Linked DNA regions of Mus musculus: region 1 is linked to region 2. A link is a contact called in public Hi-C data. All regions are on one chromosome and are shown on one strand. The core of a region is the stretch at or near the end of the contact, and the rest is flanking DNA. Distances in the headings are between cores, read along the strand shown. Region 1 overlaps Sipa1l3 (signal-induced proliferation-associated 1 like 3). Region 2 holds the start of Ryr1 (ryanodine receptor 1, skeletal muscle).

What was found. Hi-C and Micro-C count contacts between places; a contact is called where the count stands out from the background.
Region 1: a contact with region 2 is called in a Hi-C map of myocytes, with 2.7 times the contacts expected there. The contact joins the enhancer-like site here to the promoter of Ryr1 in region 2. A contact is called at or near these places in 12 of 484 Hi-C or Micro-C datasets (B cells, the G1E-ER4 cell line, the N1E-115 cell line and 7 more) and 4 of 9 other capture datasets (adipose tissue, embryonic stem cells, liver and 1 more).

What each region holds. Positions count from the first base shown.
Region 1 is chr7:29,348,422-29,353,666 of GRCm38.p6, reverse strand. It overlaps Sipa1l3 (signal-induced proliferation-associated 1 like 3), which reads left to right. Exons shown (of 23, transcript NM_001081028.1): 15 at 2,856-2,974; 16 at 4,968-5,245. Among named protein-coding and RNA genes, the nearest start is that of Dpf1, 43 kb to the right of the region's middle. Within about 2 kb of position 3,061, at least 40 of the 459 cell types and tissues checked have an H3K27ac peak or open chromatin away from gene starts, as enhancers often do. A contact at or near this core is called in embryonic fibroblasts and myocytes, where this site is marked.
Region 2 is chr7:29,123,831-29,129,217 of GRCm38.p6, reverse strand. It overlaps Ryr1 (ryanodine receptor 1, skeletal muscle), which reads left to right and starts at 4,067. Exons shown (of 106, transcript NM_009109.2): 1 at 4,067-4,253. The coding sequence starts at 4,203.

The DNA.
Region 1 (5,245 bases), core at 1,812-4,311, 230 kb before region 2:
CACCAGTGACATAGAAGCACTCTATGGCCGTATGTCCTTAAGCCTTTCTATCTGGGCTCCTGGGGTGGACTTAGAGTGCTGTCACTGTGTCATTTTCTTTGTCTCTTTCTTTTAATTCAATCCCACTGAACTCACGTATTCATTCATTTATTTATTTAGAAAGATGTATGTTATGTTATGTTGTGATGCGATGTGATGTGATGTAGCCCAGGCTAGCCTCACACTATGTAGCTGAGGATAGCCTAATATTTCTAATCCTCCTTGTCCATGCCTCGTGAGTGCTGTGATTACAGGCATGTATGACCACACCATCAGCTTAATTTCCATTTTTCTGACTGACAGGATTGAACATTGTACACACACACACACACATGCACGCGAGTTATGAATTCTGTACCTGTACCACTTGAGTGAATACTTAAACAGTCTCTTGTAACAACCTTGTAACTAACCCCTTTGAAACCTGACGGCCTCTGGTGAGCATCCAGGTGGGTTCCAAAGGAAGATGAGAGACAGAGAGGCAGAGTGCTTCTGGGAGGTGTTGAGGGCTCCCAGGCAGCCAGGAAGGGTGTCTTCATCCACATGCCCAGGATTAGCAGAAGGGAGGACTGCGTAGGTGTCCTGAACCAGTCAGTGGTTGAGCCCAGGCAGGAGCGTTAGCGTGTCCTTGCTGTTCGTCTCTCGGCTACCTTGAGGGCTTGTGACCCCATTTGGCCCTCTTCAGTGGGCTGTTCTGTTCCTGCCTGGTGCTGCTCATGGATCTGTGCTCTGTTTCCAGGACAGATTTGTGTCTTTTTATTTTCCCACTCCGTTCAGAAAAGGAGAGAAATATGTTACCTGGCTCTTTTAACACAGCAAATTGCAAAATGGGGAGACTTGTCAAGCATTCAGCAGAGGCCCCATCAGTCTCCGCTGTTCTCCCTTCTGTTCCCTAGAGTCCCAGCCTCCTCTTCCTTCCTGGGACCTTAGTTTAAGGTGACTAACACCTTCCCTGACATGCATACACGTGCATACACATGTATGCCAGGAAGATCTATGCTGAGAAGTCATCAAGAAGTTTAGAACACGTGGAAGACCCAGGAAAGGGAAAGCTTTAGAAGAGCACCAGGCTATCGACCTAAAGCAGCGGCACACACAGGGCCTTGCCAGCCTCCCTGCCGAGAGAGCCATGACATCAGCAGCCAAGTTTTGTATAATTGCCCTAAGCCTGGCATTGTGCTAGGTGCCCCACGTTCCCTTCTGCTGAGTCACAGCAGCACCATGACTGCCAGGTACAAGAATGAGGCAGGCAAGGCACAGAAGGGTTGTCACTTGCCCGAGGTTGCTGCTGGTGGGTGGCATCATTGGGATTTGAACTGGAACCAGTTGGGTCGCCCCATCATCCACAGGGTGTGGATACAGCCACTTGTTTCCGGTACCACAGAGCACTCAGGTTAGCAAAGTGTCTCCTAGACCCAGGCCCATCCTCCTTAGCAGGAGGAACATGGGTCCTGAGGTACCCGGGAGGCCTTCACGGGCTTCAACTGCTGTTGAAAGCTCATGCTGTCATGGGCCTGGCAGTAAGTTCCGGGTCAGACGCGGATCCTCTACCGTGATCCAAGCCCTTGGCAGAGTCCATCTCCCCTCCAAGGAAGGTTGGAGGTCTGAGTCACGCCTACCAGGCCTGAGGACTGCCCATCCTTAGGACACTGTGCAGGCCCTTGTGGTCACTGTTGGTTGTTGCTGGCAGGCCCCAGAATGGTGGGGAACTAGATGGCAGAGACTCTGACCTCCACGTCCTGCTTGGCAGTTTCTCCCTCCCTGACCTCAAGCAAGTTACTTGATCTCTCTGAGCGTTGATGACACCCTTCTACTCAAGGTGGTTCTCGTATCTACTTCAGTAGTGCTGGCCCTGCCCAGCAAAGTGATACATGCAGCCAGGTATGGTGGTGCGTGTCTAGAGTCCCAACATTGGAAAGGCTGAAATAGGAGGGTCAAAATGAGTCCCAGGCCAGCCTGGGCTCTATAACCGAGACATTGTCTCAAAAACAAACAAGGGGCTGGCAAGATGGCACTTGCCACCAAGCCTGAAGACCTTAATTCAGTCCCCAGGGACGTGGGCAGAGACACAAACAAGTGATGTAATAAAATTTTTAATAAATGAATACAAGGCTAGGGAGTTGACTCTGAATAAGAGCAGTTGCCACACAAACCTGATAACCTGTATTAAATTCCTAGATCCCATGCAAAAGGCCAGATGTGATGGTGCACATCTGTAATTCAAATGTGGTTGTACTCCAGATGTGGTAATATGCACTTGCAATTCCAGCATTCCTACAGTGAGATGGAAGACAGAGACAGGAGATTGCCTGTAGCCTCAGAGCAGCTAGTTTGGAGTGAAGTTCCAGAAAGAACAAGAGGGACCCACATCTGCTGGGGATGGGAGTGACTGACAGCCTTAATCCCAGCTCCACATCAATATAGTGGAAAGAGAGAACCAACTCCCAAGAGCTGCCCTTGACTTCTACACATACGCCATGGCACTCAGGCACCCATACTCGCACATGCATCAGTAAGATTCCAGTCTCTTCCGTCAGGAAGGAGCTGTTACACGGCTGCAGCTGGCCAGTACTTGGCAGTGCTCAGCCTCCTCTGGGGATGAGTTAACCACATGAAGCTCAAAGAGTGCTTTCTGCCACATAGTACATGCTCATCAAATGCCCCTGCCCCTGAGTGCTGGCGTAGGCCTGCACTGATAGAGCCTGAAGAGCAGACGGGTTAGCCAGTGCAGGACCATGCAGCCGCAGTTAGAGAGGAGTACCAGGCCCTGACCTGCATCACCCCTAACCACCAATGTGTCTCCTCTTTTCCTGCAGAGCCTCTGTGGCACGTGCCGGCCCAGGCCAGGCTCTCCGCCATGACTGGAAGCATTGGCAGCAAGCATCCCTCCAGGCAGGACGCAGCTGGCAAAGATTCTCCCAATAGGCATTCCAAAGTGAGTCACTCCTACCCCACCCTACCCTGCCTCGCCCTGCCCTGCCCTGCCCTGCCCTGCCCTGCCTCATTCAGGGCGTGAAGCCTGCGATGGCTGGTTGCTGGCGGGTTGCTGGCTGCTGGCTGGCTGGTGGCTTTCCTGAGCACATGGCTGTAGACGGCTGGGCAGCTTTTCCTCTGGGTGTGGGCTCATCCTCAGCCATAGCTACGATCCCCTCTACAGGGGCTAAATAACATCCTGGCTCCAACGCTCAGCCGAGTAACCTCTGACAAATCCTTTCCTCCTTCTCTGTGCCACGGAGGTCCTGGTAGGCAAGTACTGTGCCTGCAGCCCCTGCATTTCAGAGACCTTCTGCCATAGAAAGTCAGTCTCTCCCCAGCAGGATGCAGTGTGGCACAGGGTGAGTCAGGGACTCAGGCTCCCTGCTGTCACTTGCTTGTCCTTCAAGGCCTCCAAGCCCTGTCCTGGGTCCCTTGCTAGGACCTGCATTGTTGCAGCCAGTGGTAGGGTAGAAGGAAGAGGGGGCTCAAGGAGGAGATTTTTCAGCCCAGGACAGAAATGGCATGAGTCACCCACATGCATTGCTATGGGTAGGGCTCCATCCCTGCAAAGAAGGCTGGGAAATGGAGTCCTGTATGTCCAGTTTGGTCTTGACGACCTCGTTTCTCAGGCTGAGCATTGGGACCATACAGATGAAGAGGACAGAGGAGCCACTGTCCTGAGGAAGCTGACAACCCAATGTGGGTAGCAAGCCCTAAGTGGGCAGAAGCATAATAGCATGTAAAGAAAGCCTAGTGTGGCCTTAGGTAATACTCACCAGAGCCCTGGGAGGAGGCGTCCTAGCCAGCATCACTACTGCTGTGCTGAAACAAAACCAGGGAGCCGCTCAGAGAGGAACAGGTCGCTTCAGCTTACACTTCCACTGCCCTGGTCGTCACCACAGGAAGTCAGGGTAGGACTTAAACAGGGCGGGAACCTGGAGGCAGGAGCTGATGCACAGGCCATGGGGGGAAGGGGGTTGCTGCTTACTGGCTTGCTCAGCCTGGTTTCTTAGAGAACTCAGGACTACCAGCCCTGGGATGGCACCATCTATGGAACTGGGCCCTCCCTTCAATCACTAATTAAGAAAATGCCCTAGAGGCTTGCCTCCAGCCTGGTCTTACGGAGGCAATTCCCTCCTCACTGTTGACTCTAGTCTCAAGTCGACATAAAGCCAGCCAGTGCAGAAGGTGACTTTGAATGAAGTCAGAACGGAACCATAAAAAGAGCTGAGAGAAAAATGTCACAGACAGGGAACAACAAGTGCAAAGGCCCGGAGGCTTGTTCCTGCCACATCCAGAGAACACAGGAGACTCGTGTGGCTGGAGCAGTGATCTAGAGAGACAGGGAGGCGACATTAGATACCAGAGCATGAGTCAGACCACTGAGGCCCACGAGCTGTGGTAAGGACTCCGACCTGTGCCCTAAAATTGCCACAGGAGAGTTCCAAGTAGGGGAGGAGGGACGTGATTGCACACAGATGCTCACAGCTGTCCTCTGAGCACATATTGGGAACAAATCTGGATAGGGAGATAAAGAGGAATGGGCAGCAGCGGCCCCACGGGGGACGGTGCCAGACAGGACCCAGAGAGAACAAAGGAGGGTGCCAACCTGACAGCTCCTTCGTGTGTCTGGAAGATATAGGCAGCAGGTTTGCAGAGCTGGTGCTGAAAAGACTCGAGGAAGGAAGGAGCTGGGGTTAGAAGGGAGCCCCAGACCTCGGTTTGAGAAACATTCAGTTTGAGATACGTCAGTCCAAGCATCAGATGGGGCAGGACTTCTAATCACACAGCCACTTTACAAAACTCAGGCTGGGAGAAAGTAACTCCTGTCATGTAGAGTTACTGTACCAGTAAGGGAGGAGCCAGAATATGGATGCGTCTGGCTCTGGGTTGCAGTGTGGGCAGAGGCCCCCATCCCTGGAGTCAGGCAGACACACCTGCCTTCCTTCCAGGGCGAACCTCAGTACTCCAGCCATTCCAGCAGCAACACCCTCTCCAGCAACGCCTCCAGCAGCCATAGTGATGACCGATGGTTCGACCCCCTGGACCCCCTGGAGCCAGAGCAGGACCCCTTCTCCAAGGGAGGTTCGAGTGACAGTGGCATCGATACCACGCTCTACACCTCCAGCCCCAGTTGCATGTCCCTAGCCAAAGCACCGAGGCCCACCAAGCCACACAAGCCTCCCGGAAATATAGGTCTTTGTGGCGGGGGCCGAGAGTCGGCCGGGAG
Region 2 (5,387 bases), core at 2,818-5,317:
GTGTGTGTGTGTGTGTGTGTGTGTGTGTGTGTGTGTTCGTGTATGTTATTGTAGGTGGTCCAGAAGCATTTTATGGAGGTCAGAGGAGAGCCTGGGCATTTACTCTCACTTTCTGCCTTGGTTCCTCTTCGCCTCTGCACACAGCAGGATAGCAAGCCAGCAAGCGCTGGGGATTCTCAGTTTCCACTTCCCTCTCATGGTCTAAGCAATGGGATTACAGCTGCTTGCTGTGAGTTCTGGGGATTTGAAAGCAGGCCCTTAGGAGCTGGAAATGGCTCAGTGGTTAAGAGCACTGACTACTCTTCCAGAGAACTTGGGCTCAAGTACTAGAACATATAGGGTGGCTGCAGGCCCAGCAGCCCAGTGCCCTCTTCTGGCCACATATAAACAAGCAAGCAAACAAAGGAGTCAGCTTCCCTTGCTTGCTCAGTAATTATGCCATCTCCAAGATACTGTTTTATTTAAATATGCTAATTGAGTGTTCTTTTATTAAATTATACATCCTCATCATTTGTTTGTTTGTTTAGAGACATGATCTGGCTGGACAAGAACTCACTATGTAGACCAGGTTGGCCTTGAACTCATAGAGATCCACCTGCCTCCCGAGTGCTGGGGCTTAAGCCATTTTGAAATGGCTTAAGCCATTTTGAAAAACACACCTTTTGTTTGTTTGAAACAGGGATTCATGTAGCCCAGGCTATCTTGCTATGTAGATGGGGTGAGCTTGAAGTCTTGATTCTCCTGCCTACCGGCCAAGTGCTAGGATATATGTGCATAGCCAGGTCTGTTTATATAGTGCTGGGGACCAAGCACAAGGCATTTTGCATACTGGGCAAGCAGTCTACTAACTAGCTCTGTCTATTCCCATCCCTGCCTTAGTTTATCTTTAAGATTTATCTAATGTTATGCTTATAGGAATTATTGCCTGGTGTTTGAGAAGGTCAGAAGAGGGCATCAGGTTCCTTGGTACTGGAGTTATAAATGGTTGTGAGCCACCATATGGATGCTGGGAATCAAACTCATGTCCTCTGCAAGAGCAGCAGGTGTTCTTAACCCCTGAGCCATCTCTCCATTACAAACATTTATTACATTACAACTTCTTCTTCTTCTTCTTCTTCTTCTTCTTCTTCTTCTTCTTCTTCTTCTTCTTCTTCTTCTTCTTCTTCTTTGTTTTTGTTTTTGTTTTTGTTTTTGTTTTTTTTGAGACAGGGTTTCTTTGTGTAGCCCTGGCTGTCCTGGAACTCCTCTGTAGACCAGGCTGGCCTCAAACTCAGAAATCTGCCTGCCTCTGCCTCCTGAGTGCTGAGATTAAAGGCGTGTGCCACCATGCCTGGATTACAACATTTATTTTGTGTGTGTATGTATGTGTGTATGTGTATGTATGTGTGTGTGTATATATATATACACACACACACACACATACATATATGTGTGTGTGTGTGTATGTGTGTATGTCTCTGTGTATGTGTGTGTATAAGTGTATGTGCATGTGTGTGTGCATGCATGTGTCTGTGTGTGTGCATTTGTTCATGTGTGTATGTATGTATGCCTGTGTGTATGTCTGCATGTGTATGTGTGTGTGCATGTGTGTATGTATGTATGTGTATATGTGTATGCATGTGTGTGCATGTGTGTTCTTGTGTGTGTATGCATGCATGTGTATGTGTATGCATGTGTGTATGTATGTGTGTATGTGTGTGTGTGTATATGTATGTGTGTATATGTGTATGTGTGTGTGAATGTGTATATGTATGTGTGTATATGTGTATGTGTGTGCATGTGTGCATATGTATATGTATGTGTGTATGTGTGTGTGCATACGTGCATGTGTGTATGTATGTGTGTATACGTGTATGTGTGTGTGTGTGCATGCATGTGTGTGTAGGTTGCCCACACCACCATGGCTGGCATGTGAAGTAAGGGGTCATCATACAGAACTTTTTCCATTGCATTATTTGGGTCGCTGGGATCAAGTTCAGATCTTCATCAGGCTTGGGGGCAAGCAGCCTGCCAGCTGAGTCATCATATTGTCCTTTATTTATTTTACTTTATTTTTTCAGACAGTTGATGATACATAGCTCTGTCTAGCCTGGAACTCACTCTGTAGACCAAACTGGCCTCAAACTCACCAAACTCTGTCTGCTTCTGCCTCCCACTATCCGCATGCACCTCCTGGCTCTTTATTTGTTTGTTTGTTTGTTTGTTTGTTTTTTGAGACAGAAATTCATGTAATGCAGGTGGTTGGCCTGGAATGTACTATGTAGCCAAGGCTGGCCTTCAATTTCTGTTCCTTCTACCTTTACCTCCTAAAGTGTGCCTCCACATGGCTAAATTAGAAAATCATATGCAGATATGGAGGTGTGGAACCCTATCTTTAGGTCTAGATCCCCAGCTCAGCCTCTGTGACATTGTGTAAGGTGCCTGACTCCATCTCCCAAAGGCAGCTCTTCACATCTGCAGACTTGGCACTGTGAGAGTGGGGAAATTGTGCCCCCTAAAGGTTACCCTGGGGACTACAGGGCATTTAGGAGATCTCCGCAGGGGCCACGTGCTTTTATTTTCTGCTGGCTGTTAAGCATGCCAATAATAGCATGGTTGTGAGAAACTAGTGGTAATAAAAAGATCTTAGCTCACACCTGAACTGCAACAGGTGGGTAAGAGACATCAGTCAGGACTACTTCAAAAGGCAGGTTTTAGCTGGGGGCTCGGGGGTGGGGTGGGGTGGGGTGGGGTGGGGTGGGGTGGGGTAGGGTGGGGTGGGGTGACGCATTTGTTTAACCTCAGTGCTGGGAGGCAGAGGCCTGGGATGTTTGCGAGTTCAAGGTCAGGCTGGTGTTTTCTCTCCCCCCTCCCACACCCATGCCCCTGCCCCCCAGTTTTGAGACAGGGTATCAGGTAGCACAGGCTGGCCTCCAGCTAGGGAGCTGAGGTTGACTTTGAGTTTCTGATCCTTTCTGCTTGCTGGAATTACAGACTCACATGGCCACTCCCAGTTTATGGATGGAACCCGGGGCTTTGTGACAGCTAGATAAACATTATATCGACTAGGGCATGCCTGCAGCCCTGTTTTTGTCTCTGTTTTGATACAGGGTCTTTTTTTTTTTTTTCTTCCTTTTCTTTATTTACATTTCAAAAATTTTCCCTGTTCCAGATCTCCCCTTCGGAAACCCTCTATCCCATCCCCCCTCCTCTTGCTTCTATGGGGGTGCTCCCCCATCCACCCTCCCACTCCTGTCTTCCCACCATAGCATTCTCCTATACTGGGGCATCCATTGAACACCCTTAGGCCCAAGTGCCACTCCTCCCACTGATGTGCAACAAGGCCATCCTCTGCCACATATGCGGCCGGAGCCATGGGTCCCTCCATGTGTATTCTTTTGTTGGTGGTCCAGTCCCCCGGAGTTCCAGGGGGTCTGGCTGGTTGACACTGAGATAGGCTCTTATTATGCGGTCCCAACTCCAGATTTACAATCCTCTTGCCTCAATCTCTTCAGAGCTTGGATGATAAGCCATACCACTCTGTCTGGTACTAAGTGATTTTTTTTTTAATGTTAGGGGATGTGGTGTGCATCCAAGCTACAACTGTGTGATTCTGCAGCAAGGGTGAAGCTCAGTTTAGCCATTAAGAAAGGGATGGAACTAGGCTGAGGGTGTAGCCCAATGGTAGAATGCTTGCCTGGCATGCAAGTGATCTAGGGTTTGAACCACGGCATTACATAAATCAGATGGGGCCAGAGGTTCAAGATCACTCTTGACTACATGTGGAGTTTAAGGCCATTCTGAAGTACATGACACTCGGAGGGGGAGGGGAAGGGGAGGGAGAGAGGAAGGGGTAAAGGGAGAGCCAGCCAAACAAATATATACATGATATCTCACTGTGACCATGGCCACTCAGCTACTTTCTAGACACCCAGTTCACTGGAGAGAACGAACACCTTCCACCAAGAGTTTGTGCTGTGGGCGGGGTTCTGAACAGGGGCGTAGCTTGTCCCATGCTTGCCCAATGGGTGTGCGGTGGGGCGGGGACCTTCTCTCATTGTGTCCCGCACAGGGCATGCTTCCTGCAGTTCCATCTCCCTCGCGGGTGCCTCTGGCTTCCCTAGAGGTCTCCGACCCCAGCCCGCCCTCAGGTTCCCCGCCAAGCCTGCAGCCCCCTCTCGCCATCCTCAGACCCTAGCCCGGGACACCCGGGGATTGCCATCATGGGTGATGGAGGAGGTGAAGGCGAGGACGAGGTCCAGTTTTTGCGGACGGTACGTTTTTGTCTGGGTCCGGAGGTCTTGGGTGATTTCTTGCTTACTTTTCTGAGAGTCTCTCTGTCTCTTCCCTGCTTGCTGGTGGTCTCTGAAATCCGAGGTCACTTTGTCTTTCCGTTTTTTCTCATCACCTTTTCGACCACGGAGAATTAGCAGGATTTAGGAGGACCGAGTGGGCAGGAGAGGGTGGGATCCTCAGACGCCCTCTCCTGACATAAGAGATTTGGGGTCATTGAGGAAGCACCCCGCCTCCTGCCGTTCTGGAAGCAGGCACTTGAGGAAGGTGGTTCTAATTCTTGGGCTTAATTTAGCTGTCCTCCACCGCCACCCCAGCCCTCATTCCCTTCTTGCTCCAGGCTCTGACCTATTTAAATTCTTGGGAAGGGGGCTGGGGTGGGCTGGACAACACCTTTCTTTTCAACTCCTAGTCTTTGGCCGTCTCCTTGGGGGTCTCTTGGAGCTTCAATGTACTTTTCCCCTCGGTTTTGGCGAGGAGGATTTAACTATGTCAGCTAATGGCCTCTGAGGGTACCTGGGTGATGAAGTCTTTCTCAGCTCCTTGGTATATCTTATGTCTGAGTCTCTGTCTCTTGGCCCTTGGCTTCAGCCTTCTGCGTGTGGCTGTCCCTCTGATCCTGTCTCTCTGAATCTCAGATCTCCAGCTGGGGGCAGGGATGGGACTTGGGACAACAGGTGTCTCTCCCAGAATAGCCCTCTTTTCTGGGCTCTGGGTAGGGGACAGGGAGGGGACAAGAGGGGGAGGGGCTGCCTTTTTCTTAGTCCTTCCCACCATATCCTCCCATGGGCTGAGATGGGGGTTGGATATGGGAGATGGTCTCTGTTGGGGCCAGGTCTGCTGACCCTGCACTCTCTCCCCCCCAACCCCCCACCCCCGAGGTCCTGGGTCCACACAGAAATGCTGACGCAGCATTCCTGACCCAGAATAGGACCCTGGTAGGCTGGGTCCGGTTTCTTGGGAGGGAGGAACAAACAGCTGGGGCTGGTAATGAAGGATGGGGACAGCTGGACTGTGAAGCCACTGGAGGAGGGCCTCTCCCCAGCCCCAGCCCCTTAGCCTACACCATGGCTTTCCATTGCCCTAGTAAGCCAATGGCTGTGGCTCCCAGCTGC